Regions from separate parts of the Mus musculus genome. Here region 2 is linked to region 1. The links are chromatin contacts, called in public HiChIP or PLAC-seq maps. All regions are on one chromosome and are shown on one strand. Each heading gives the region's core, a stretch centred on a gene start, on an enhancer-like site or on the middle of the called end of the contact. The rest is flanking DNA. Distances are from core to core; before and after follow the strand shown. Region 1 overlaps Vav3 (vav 3 oncogene). Region 2 holds the start of Ntng1 (netrin G1).

Region 1 (5,260 bases), core at 1,979-4,478:
AGGAAGCCCAAGATGCATTTGGAGCTAGAGATGTGCTTTACTTGAGAGGGAATTCTGTATCGAGGGGAGTGTGTTCCTTGGTGAACTTTACTTTGAGAAAAATTACCCTAGGGTAATTTTGTTGTCAATAATGTTGACTTAAGGCAAAGTTAAATGATATATAATCATTTCCCATGTAACATAAATCATAGCTTGAGAATCACTCTTATTTTATAGTGGTTTCTAGTTCCAAAGCTTCACCCAGTCTGCCTGTGTTCTCAGGGTAGAAAGGGACATTATGGCTGGCTAGTGTAGTAGGCAGGAGTCCATTCATAGTTCATGGTGCCATGGTGCATGCGAATGGTGGCATTGTAATAAACCATGGACACCTGTGGACAGAGAACATGGTAGTTCCATTTGAATGGCCCATAATCATAGAAAGAAGTGGGGAAGTGAAGAATTATTATACAGCATGATGGAGTAGACCAGGCTCTACTGAAGGCTACAAACCTCTTCCCCCTACTCTGTTGTCATTGCTGCATCCACTTGAGTTCCCTGAAAGTCTCAATATAGCCCTTATCTCTCAGTTTTGCTCATGGGATGCTGTTAGCCACTCCTGATACTCTCTTTCATACTCCATTATCTCACATGCCACCTTTGAAGATCAGACTTGTTTCTTTCACTTAAGTTGCAACCCACATCTCATGAGAATTAGTCTTGGCTCCATCTCCGTGCAACATCTTCCCCCAAATCTGGATGTGACATGTGTCATCTATCAATTGCCTTCGAGGAATCTCCAGTATCGGGAACAAAGGCACTTTCCTTATGGCCACACATGCTGTCTGACTTTTTATAAGCCTGATGACACCATCTCCCTCTTTACTCGCTTATTGTTTTTCTCCCATTTTGCTTAGAACCCACTGCTACAGTATTGATTTAGATGGAAATCTCACTGTCTCTGTTTCCTCTGCTTCCTCTTATTCCTTAGATAGATATTCTTAACTGATCTTTCAAAAACTTTTAAAATCCATTGTATCACCCACTTGTCTTCTTTCCACTTCCTACAGAACACTGTCCAAGCTTTCCCCTAACAACCCGTGTAGTTCTGGTCATTTTTCTGTTCCTCTTTTGACCATTCCTTAACGTTCCCAACTGACATTTAATTCATGTCTATTCACAGTTCTTCAACTACTTTGTCATATGCATCTTCTTTGTTTTCTCTTTTAGTCTTTTCTTCCTTGTTCTATTCAGTTCTTGAAAACTCAAGGAAATATTACCTCATTCAGAAGACTTTCTGGTACTCTGCATGCCTGGCCTTTCTTAGTCTATCAGTTGTCTGTGTTTTCCTGGCATCTTGTAATTAACTTTATCATAGTGTTTATCACATTTATGATAATTGCCATCTGGCTGATCTCTCTAATTAGAATCAACCATATGCAGTTGATGTTTTGACCTAAGGGAAGACCTGGTCTTTTAGTATGTGGATGGGTTACCTGCTAGAGTGATAGATGACTGAGGGAGGGTCCTGAGCCCTGAAGAGCACTAGCATCTTAAATCTAGAAGTGGTGGATGTGGGAGTTTATCCAGACTTGGGGTCCTTGCTTGTGGAGATAAAAGCTTGAAAAGATGGTTGACAAATGAAACAAAACAAACAAACAAACAAACAAACAAACAAACAAACAAACAAATGCCCTCATTCTGTGAATCACTGTGTTGTACTTTAAGCATGAAATAAACTAAGTAGACCTTTTACATTCTTTTCTGGGTGCTTACGCAAGGAAAGGCTTATGCCCTAAGCACTGATTACCAGGCAGTACACCTGGGATAGGTTAATGAGAGGCAGAAAAAAAAAAAAGAAACAGATCACAGAACATCTGGTGCCAAAAAAACCAAAACAACGAAGACAACAACAACCCCCTTCTTTTATATCAATCTACTTCCTGATCTAGTCAGTTTTATTGTTGGGATGTTTTGTTTTGTTTGTTTATTCTATCTCTTATTGCTGCCTCTTATTCCCTTTCTCCTTACAGATCCCAAATGGGCCCTTCCTTTTCTCAGTTCCTGTTTTACTTCCTTGCCAATCATTAATATCACCTTGATCATCCAGTGGTCATATGAATTTAATTTAATTAGTGTAGAGGGTAGGGCTCATTTATTTTCCAAGGTTGGGTTGTACTGTGTACCCACCCCCACCCCTACTCTCAGTCTCTAGTAGTTTTAAAGTTTAATTCAGGAAACACACACTGTTTACTGGGAACTCATTGCTCCTCCAAAGCAGGGCCCCCACCAACTATATGGCTGTCCAGTTCCTTCTGTGCCTACCAGCATGACAGAATGGCAGCTTTTTACATACATGCTCTGAAAACAGACATTTTTCATCTCGGCTATGAGTGAAAATCACACACATGGCCTCGGCTTGATTCCATGGAAAGCCGGATTGTAGTGGAAGAGTGGGGCTAACTGCACAGTGAGCATTGGTCTCTCTACCTTTATTTTCTCTTGTAGGCTTTCTGAGCCTTTGATGTAGAAATGAAGGAAAATGTGGGGAATATGTTTCTTATCTTTTGAATCTATCCCCTTGTACCAAGTCCAAGGGTGGGACATTTAAAATCGAGTTATCACTTGGCCTATGATAGAACTATTTCGATACAAACACAGTTCCAACAATACAATATGTAGCTAAATATTAACCACCAGGTTTTAAAAGAGCTTGTTCACTTTGATTGTGGAAATCTGCCTCATTGTTTAGACGTTGTCTTCTCTTGGTTTAGAAACCTTTTCTATTTCATGCTCTATTATCTTTTAAATCTATCGAGTCTTCATTCACCCTGGAAATAATAATTACTTGGCAAAAGCTGCACTGCATTTTTTGAATGAAGCAATCTATTCATATTAATACATGAGCATGACAGATTATTACTTTAAGTATATCTGAAGTAGGAGAAAAAAAAACATGCATTTTTTTTCCCAGTAAGACAAACTATGGAACTTGGAAACACATTTGAAGGTTGAGTAGTTTGCATCTTAATGCCTGGGGATTTGCATGGACACAAATAAAAGCCAGGCAGGAAATTCTGCTCTACCTCTTTTACTGAACTTAACTTGACTCCTGCTTGGTCACCATAGAAGCCTTGATGATCACCACTCACAAAGGCTCTGAAGTCTTTGCCAAACTTCCCAGTGATAGTAATGAATAGGTCTGAGTGCCATTATATGAGACTCTCAGCAAGTTACTGCAAAGCTGATGCAATCCTAGGGTGGGGTTTCCTTCTCGCAGTACACCGTGGGGAAGGGCTAATCCCAGGCTACAAACTTCAGGCTCATTTATAATCTTGCTTGGTAGTAACATAAGACTATATGACTAAGCCTCCTTTGTCCCCTTCCTATCTTGACAGTGATCAGTATAGCTTCCCCCCACCCCCATCTTCCAGATTAAACAAAGAGAGAAAGAGAGTGGCATTGGATGCAAATATTGCTAGAACAGACAACTTTGGTTTAATGTACACAACTTTGGCTTAATGTATCTTTTCCTTCAGTAAGAACGAAAGCCCCAGCTGCTCTAATATTTAGCCAAAGCAGCTCTCCATTTGCTTATCTGTTTAATTGCTCCTTTATCTAGGTCAGCTGCTGCTCCTGCTGCTGCTGTAGCTGGCTCTAGTGAAAATGGAGTTGCCTTAGTATCCTGCTGGCTTTTAAAGCTGTGAGGCTCTTGCCTAGAACCTGTATAAATCCATGTCTGAAATGGGCTCTTTTATAAATAGCATTGCATATTTTAAGATGCAGTGAAACCTGTAGAGTAAAATGTTATTTCAGTCTTCTACCACCAGACCTTTTTATCATGTTAATTGAACAAACTGAGCCTTGATCTCTGATTTCATTACCAAGAGGTGACATTGCTTCTGTGGGAAGGCACTTAAACCTTTTGTATAAATGAGTCATCTTTTTGATTCATCAAGACAATTTTTTATGCAAGAATAGTTATTTTACCTTTTATTTGACAGTTAGGGTCAGCTTAGTGATGCATTAGTAATTGTTTTTTAAAAAAGGAGAATTGGAAACTGGTTTTTATCAGTTTTAAAATGAAATCACCCCCCCACCCCCAAACCAGGTATTATTTATGGAGTGTGGCTTTCTGTTCTTTCCCAAAACACCATTGAAGATCAGAACAGTGAGCATAACTCTTATATACCGTCTTTCAAACTTTGTTCAATGTTGTTGTATGTTTTATAGCAATAGCATGTTAGCCATGATGGCTGGGTACCTTCCATAATAACATCAGTAACTGCTTTAATGTGGCTCCTCTTGGAACAACAGTCAGTCTTACTGGGCATTGGCTTATTTGGTCTTAAATAGAACTTAAGATAAAAGACAACAAATTGTGGAAGAAGGCATGAATTGAGAGCTAATTCTATTGGGGAAAGATAAGTATGACAGGACTGAATTTGGCATTTAAACAAGCACATTATGGAATGTGAATCTAAAACCTCAGTGAAAATTCTTATTTTAGCCAAATATGTCCATTCAGCATGATGGAGTTCAGCAACGGCTCCAAGCACCTTAGTTACACTGCTTCTCAGAAGTACCTTAAGCAAGTTGGGACATGATGAAAGAATTCAAGGCTTAAACCCCTGGAGGGCCCGTAAGTCATCGTCTAGAAAGTTCCTGAAAGGGAAAGAACATTTTATAGTTTGATCAATAGGAGCCTGAGAAGAAGGCTGCAGGGTAAGGACAAGTTGAGGATTAAAACCTTTTGGAAACTTGAAGGATTGAATTATTATCCTAAGAAAGTCCCCTTGTGAGAAAAAAAAGGAGAGAGAGAGAGAGAGAGAGAGAGAGAGAGAGAGAGAGGGAGAGAGAGAGAGAGAGAGAGAGAGAGAGAGAGAGAGAGAGAGAGAGAAAAGACTTTTCATTGTCTTTCAGCCAGCAACCTTTTCCCCTAGGTCAGAGTTCAGCCAAAGACATGATATGATGATAACCAGCCCTTATTATCCAAGATGTCGTTGCTGCCCCATGCATACAGAATTTTTTTAGTATTACAAGCTCCTGCCACAGCAGACTTGGATTGATACTAAGAGAAAGTGAAGGGTGGAACTGGAGGCTTCAAAATGAGATCAACTTTCCCATCCAACGCCTCTTAGGGAAGGTAGTTGTTCCATTTTCCCAGCAAGAATAGACTTTTACTGTGAAATACATCTGAACTAGTATAGTAGGTGGATTTTCCTCTCATGTTCCCACTGTATTACTGTCAGTTAATGAGCTGTTGGATTAATATGTATGGGAA
Region 2 (5,260 bases), core at 2,011-4,510, 570 kb after region 1:
TAAAAGAAACCTGGCATCCCGCTGCCATGTAAATGATAGATCCTTCCTTCTAATATAGGGAAGTTCAGAAATACAAGCTTCCACAGACACAGCTGAAAAATTCTACACCCACTTAAAGTTTGAAACAGAACTCCAGATTCTAAAATTAAAAACACTTTTCTGAAAATATGTTAAACCACTTACTTCCTATAACACCACATAATTCACACAGACACACACACACACACACACACACACACACACACACACACACGTGTGCACTTTTCACTACTAACATATCCTTGCTTTCCCAGGTCATATGAGATTTCATTTCCTTCCCAGTGACTTGAGGTTTTTGTTACTCAGAAACTCTCTTCAAACCCTGACCTACTAGCTAAATGCACACCGGTTTAATTGTTTAAACACACTGTCTGATGGTCTGCAGAATCATAAGGGGAACTAAGAGAGAGGTTTCTCTCCCAATAGTAAATATATGAAAGAAACTTCAACATGCATCAGCTGTCTCCTAAAGCTAAAAAAAAAAAAAAAAAAAAAAAACAAAAAAACAAAAAAACAAAAAAAGCAAGGCACACACATAAAGCAAAACAAAGCAGAACACCAGCCTAAATCATTTGAACCCATGCCCAGTGAAAGCAGACAAAACAAAACTCTAATGGGAACACAGTTTTATGTCCAAATAAAATAGTTCCTTTTAAAATAAGTATGATGATTCTCCTTAAATACAAACTACAGGAAATACCTACAAATTAAAAGGCAAATTACATGAAAGACTTAATGCTCATGTTGGTATTTCGTGATGAAAGACATCTCATGTCATGGGGGGTATCTAGAAGAAAAAACATCCCCCTTGTAAGTGGGACAGAATGGTATGAGAGTTGCCTGATGGATTTCTTCTTTGTACCCTGAATCCCTTGCAAGGATCCAGGTTTTAGTGAAAGCCTAAAAGTTTCTTGTGTTTCAAAACAGTCTTAGACAATTCCTGAGCCGATTTCCCTCTGCCAAAGAGAAAAGCTGGTGGGTAGGGCATTCAAAGAGACAAAGTACCAAACGCTTGCAGACCTTCTTGCTGGTTAGAGGTACTTTACTCTTCATGAACCACACAATTCAGAAAATCCTTGCCCTAGTCGAACATCGACACAAACTTTCTAGCAAGCCTAATTACTATGCATATTTGAACAAATGATTTTGAGGGAAACATCTTCCTTTCCTTTATTTTTTTTTCCTGTCAAGATAGGAAAACTTTTAGTATTTTCAGTCATAAAACAAGGCCTGAATTCCAGAGCAAAGCGGTTGCCAGATTCACCATATGTTTGGTGGAATTCTGAGTCTCGCTCAGAATTTTCCACTGTGAAGAGTGGTAGGCTGCTTGGGTACTCCTTAGGCAAGGAAATGGCACAAAAGAGACAGCCAGAGGACCTAGTATCTAAAAATCCACACCTGGCACAAGCATAGCAACTCTACCTGACACTTTTTCAAATAAAGTTGCTTTAAAATACACCTTACACACCACCCCACTAAGGATTTTCCTCCCATGCCCTTGTAAAATGACAGCTACTCTTAGGGGATTTCAGAAGGTGGGAGGGGGGTGGAGGAAGTCCCTGGATGAGGTTACCAAAACAAACAGCAGAGGGCGCAGTTTCTTTTTTTAATCTAAGTTTCTCTCCTATGAATCACTTAATTGGTTATTTTGAGCCCAATAATATTCGGTATTATTTGTATTATATATAGATATCCACAGATCCATAGCAGAGAGAAACTCCATGTCCCTAGTCGAATCCATCAACTGATAATGCGAAATCAGTATGGGAGGAAAAGCTCCCACTAGCTTCCCAATGCTGAGTCTTTCCCTCCTTCCACGTTCTTCTCTCCCCAGCTTCCCGATGTGTGGTAGTAACGCTTTAATCTCGCACCAATAAAGGAGATTAAAAGAGGGACTTCAAAGCTCTCCACAGGGCGAGCAACAAGGCAAGTTTTTATTTATTTTTTCCCCAGATGAGAAAACTGGTAAAAGAAAATTTAAATTAAAAAAAAAAAGAAAGAAAAAAAGAAAAAGACAAAGCTTGTGCGATGCGTGTGGTCAGGTGTGTGTGGGAGACAGAGCGCTGCGCGTTGCGGGTGGGTGGATGGAGGCTCAGGATGCAACAGCCTGCGACCCGGTGCTGGGCGCAAGCCTGGGATGTAGTGTGGGTGTGAGCGGTGCGAGTTCTGGAGTGCGCACAGGCTCCGCTCTACCTCCTTAAGGCGCTTTCCAAAGTTCCTCGCCCACCCGGATCTCCCCTCCCGCCCTCGGTGGGCACCGGGGGTTGGCAGAGGGAGGGATAGAAGGAGGGAGGGAACTGATGGAGAAGAGCCACCCAGAAAGGCGCGGGTCGCTAGAGGAGAGGGGAGCCAGCTGCACTTACCCGGGCCCCCCGCTGGCCCTCCACGGGGCGGGAGGCCAGCCGTCGGCGCGGGGCGGCGCCCCTGCCCAGCTTGGTCCCGCGTGGGGCGGAGACCGCGGCTCCGGGGACCCACTGGCGGCGCACGGGGCGCGGGTGGAATGGGAACGCGGCGGGTGTGGACCTGAGCCGCTGCCACCGTAGCCCCGGGGTATCCCGCCCTGCAAGCACCCTGTTGGCGGCGGGAAGGAGGAGTCCACAACCCCAGACCCCATAGCACCCGGCGCCCGGAGTCCCCCGCCCGGGTTACCTTGGTCTCTTGCCCCTGGGGCAGCCTTGTCGCGCGTCGCCCCCTCTCGGAGCCGGGACCCTGACAGGGGGAATTCCTTCCCGTTGACGTCCTCTTCCAAAATGCAAAAGATCAGTGACTTTGACAGGTAGATGAGGGGGAGGGAGAGGGGTGGGCGGAGAGGAAGGGAGGATGAGAAAGGTGCCTCTCCCTCCAAAAATACAGTGGGATTAGGAACCAAATCGCCGCCTTCCGAGGTCTCGGCAACCTTCTCCGCTCGCAGCTTCCCCGCGCCGCCGCCGCCGCCGCCACCACTTCTCGCCTTAAACTTTTACTGTGGGTTTTTTTTCTCTCTCTCTCTCTCTCTCTTCTCTGTTTCTATTCCTTTCTTTTCTTTTAAGCTGCAGAACGATTTTCCCCCCCTGGATCCCAGGGGATCAGAACCAGCAGCCAGGCGGCTCTATCCCGCTTGGCACCGCTTTCATTTTATTTCAGATGAAGACGTTAGGTCTTTTTTTTTTTCTTTTTTGTCAGAAGCGACATAAATCAGGACAATTAGCCTTGGCGCCAAGAAGATCCTCTCGAAGCAATTTCGCCCCGGTTTTCTTCGCGCATTCCTCCACTCAAGTCAGAAATGTCACTGAACATAGCGTTGATGGCTGCGAGACGCGACGCACCCAAAGTCCGTTTGATGAAATATACATGGCCCCAAGATGCTTCGGGATTGCGGTTCGCCGCTACCCAGCCCCCGCCCGCGGCGCCCGGCCGGGACCCTGCTCCCAGCCCGCAGCCAGCTCTCGGCAAACTTAGGGGCGCGGACGAATTAGAGAGTGAGCGCCAGGGGCCCGCAAAGCGACGAGCGACGAAACAGCCCCAGGAAGCCGCAGCCCTCGGAGGGGTGGCGTGTTCTTCTCACTTAAAAAGCAGATCTTCTGCAACTGCCAGCGAGTGGAAGGATTGCAAAAAAACCTTACACTACCTCGAGACCTGGGCGCTCCGAGCGGTCCTAACTCCGTCCCGCTCGCTGCTTCTACTGCTGCTGCTCTGGCCACCACCGCTGCCACTGAGCAGGGACCTCCAGCTACTAGGACAAGACCACACACAGCCTTATCTTTGTTGATACTCAGAAGCACGGTTGCTACTGGCTCCCCCTTTACCCTCTACTTCTGCCCCCTCCCCTCTGCTCTTGCATTACCTCCCCGCACACAACGGAGCGCACCCTCTTCACCCTAACTGGGAGCAAGGTGGGTGGTATTTTTTAACTTGGAATTAGTTTGCAGAGCCAGAGCTTCGGACCTCCGTGGTGTGAAACCTATCCCACTTTAAAAAGTTGAAGTCCAAGTAGGAGCTCTGCATCAACTGCATCCTTGTTTTTCCCCATGACAGACAAAAGCCACCTGGCCCCAGGGCTTCCTTCTCCCATTAATACGTCTCAGACTCTCCTAAGATTCCCCCTAGCTACTTTCTAATGTGAACTGCAAACCAATCCGACTTACATAGGAAGGGAGAGATGTTAATTAGAAAAAGGACATTGTAATGAGGAAAAGACATAGGCATCTTAATGGCACTCCCCAACCTGGGATCTTCCTATACAGCAAAGAGAAGAAGCCATGTAAGGAGCTGTCTTGACTAACACCTGATTGTGATTGGATTTGACAGCAACCTGTCTCTGTGGTTCAAGGATTTGAGGGAGGAACTGACAAGATGCTTCTCAGGCTGGTGGGGGTAAGATGACAAGGGGCTCGTGTGTGTGTGTGTGTGTGTGTGTGTGTGTGTGTGTGTGTGTGTGTGTGTGTGTGTGTTAGGGACACTGGAGTAGAGGTGTTCACTCAGTGTAAAACAAAGGGTCAGAAATGGGTACCTGTGAGCATCGGGTCACTAGCTAAATACCCCAAAGTGAAGGCAAGCAACTAAAAGAGGCAGGGACATTTTCCAGCAATGGCTGGGATTGAGTGATGTTGGCAGAGAGGGTGTGCGGCCAGAAGGCTACTAAATTGAGGCCTGGAAAGGAAGAGGGATTCCAACCACCAGGACCTGTCCAACACCTTGGCCTTCCTTCAACACCTGAGAAGACAGGGAATGCTCCCAGTGTTCTTCCCAGGGCTGGAGCCTGAGTTTTCCCCTCTCCGTTCCTTTCTCTTTGTTCTTTGACCCTGAAATTTTAAGAATGGAATCTCACCCTTAGGGGATGAAGCTGCTGGCAAACCCGCAGCCATTGCTGGCTCTGCCTCTAGCTTGTCTCCTCCAAGATCAAAGCATATTGATACTGTGGAAATACTGTCCATTCTCCAACCCACCCACCCACTCACCCTCCCTCTCTGGTCCCAGAGCACTGACAGGCTCTGCCAGAAGGACCTGATATAGCATCCACAGTGGCCATCTCACCTCTTACTTGCCTTGGCCTGGACCCTGGACCACTGACAGCTATGAGCTTTTCTTCTCCTCACTGCCCTTTGCAATCAGGCCAGGAGAGCCCTTTGTGAGTTCTGAGTCTCAACATCAGCTGATGCAAGTATTTCTCCAGCACAATGAAAACAGATTTATACAGAAAAGAAGAATGCCCTCCCCAGATATACTGGGATCTCTGAAACGT

Evidence for each region. HiChIP or PLAC-seq counts read pairs in DNA pulled down with a chosen protein or histone mark.
Region 2: an H3K4me3 HiChIP or PLAC-seq map of stem cell-derived neural progenitor cells shows a contact between it and region 1, with 23 read pairs. The contact joins the promoter of Ntng1 here to the enhancer-like site in region 1. A contact is called at or near these places in 2 of 39 promoter capture datasets (the 3T3-L1 cell line and embryonic stem cells), 7 of 115 datasets of contacts at active chromatin or transcription factors (astrocytes, embryonic forebrain, embryonic midbrain and 4 more) and 2 of 9 other capture datasets (adipose tissue and embryonic stem cells).

The regions. Positions count from the first base shown.
Region 1 is chr3:109,565,518-109,570,777 of GRCm38.p6, forward strand. The region is part of intron 17 of Vav3 (vav 3 oncogene); the gene reads left to right. Among named protein-coding and RNA genes, the nearest start is that of Vav3, 230 kb to the left of the region's middle. Within about 2 kb of position 3,229, at least 47 of the 459 cell types and tissues checked have an H3K27ac peak or open chromatin away from gene starts, as enhancers often do. A contact at or near this core is called in embryonic stem cells and stem cell-derived neural progenitor cells, where this site is marked.
Region 2 is chr3:110,140,212-110,145,471 of GRCm38.p6, forward strand. Ntng1 (netrin G1) reads right to left here and starts at 3,261. Exons shown (of 8, transcript NM_030699.2): 1 at 2,689-3,261.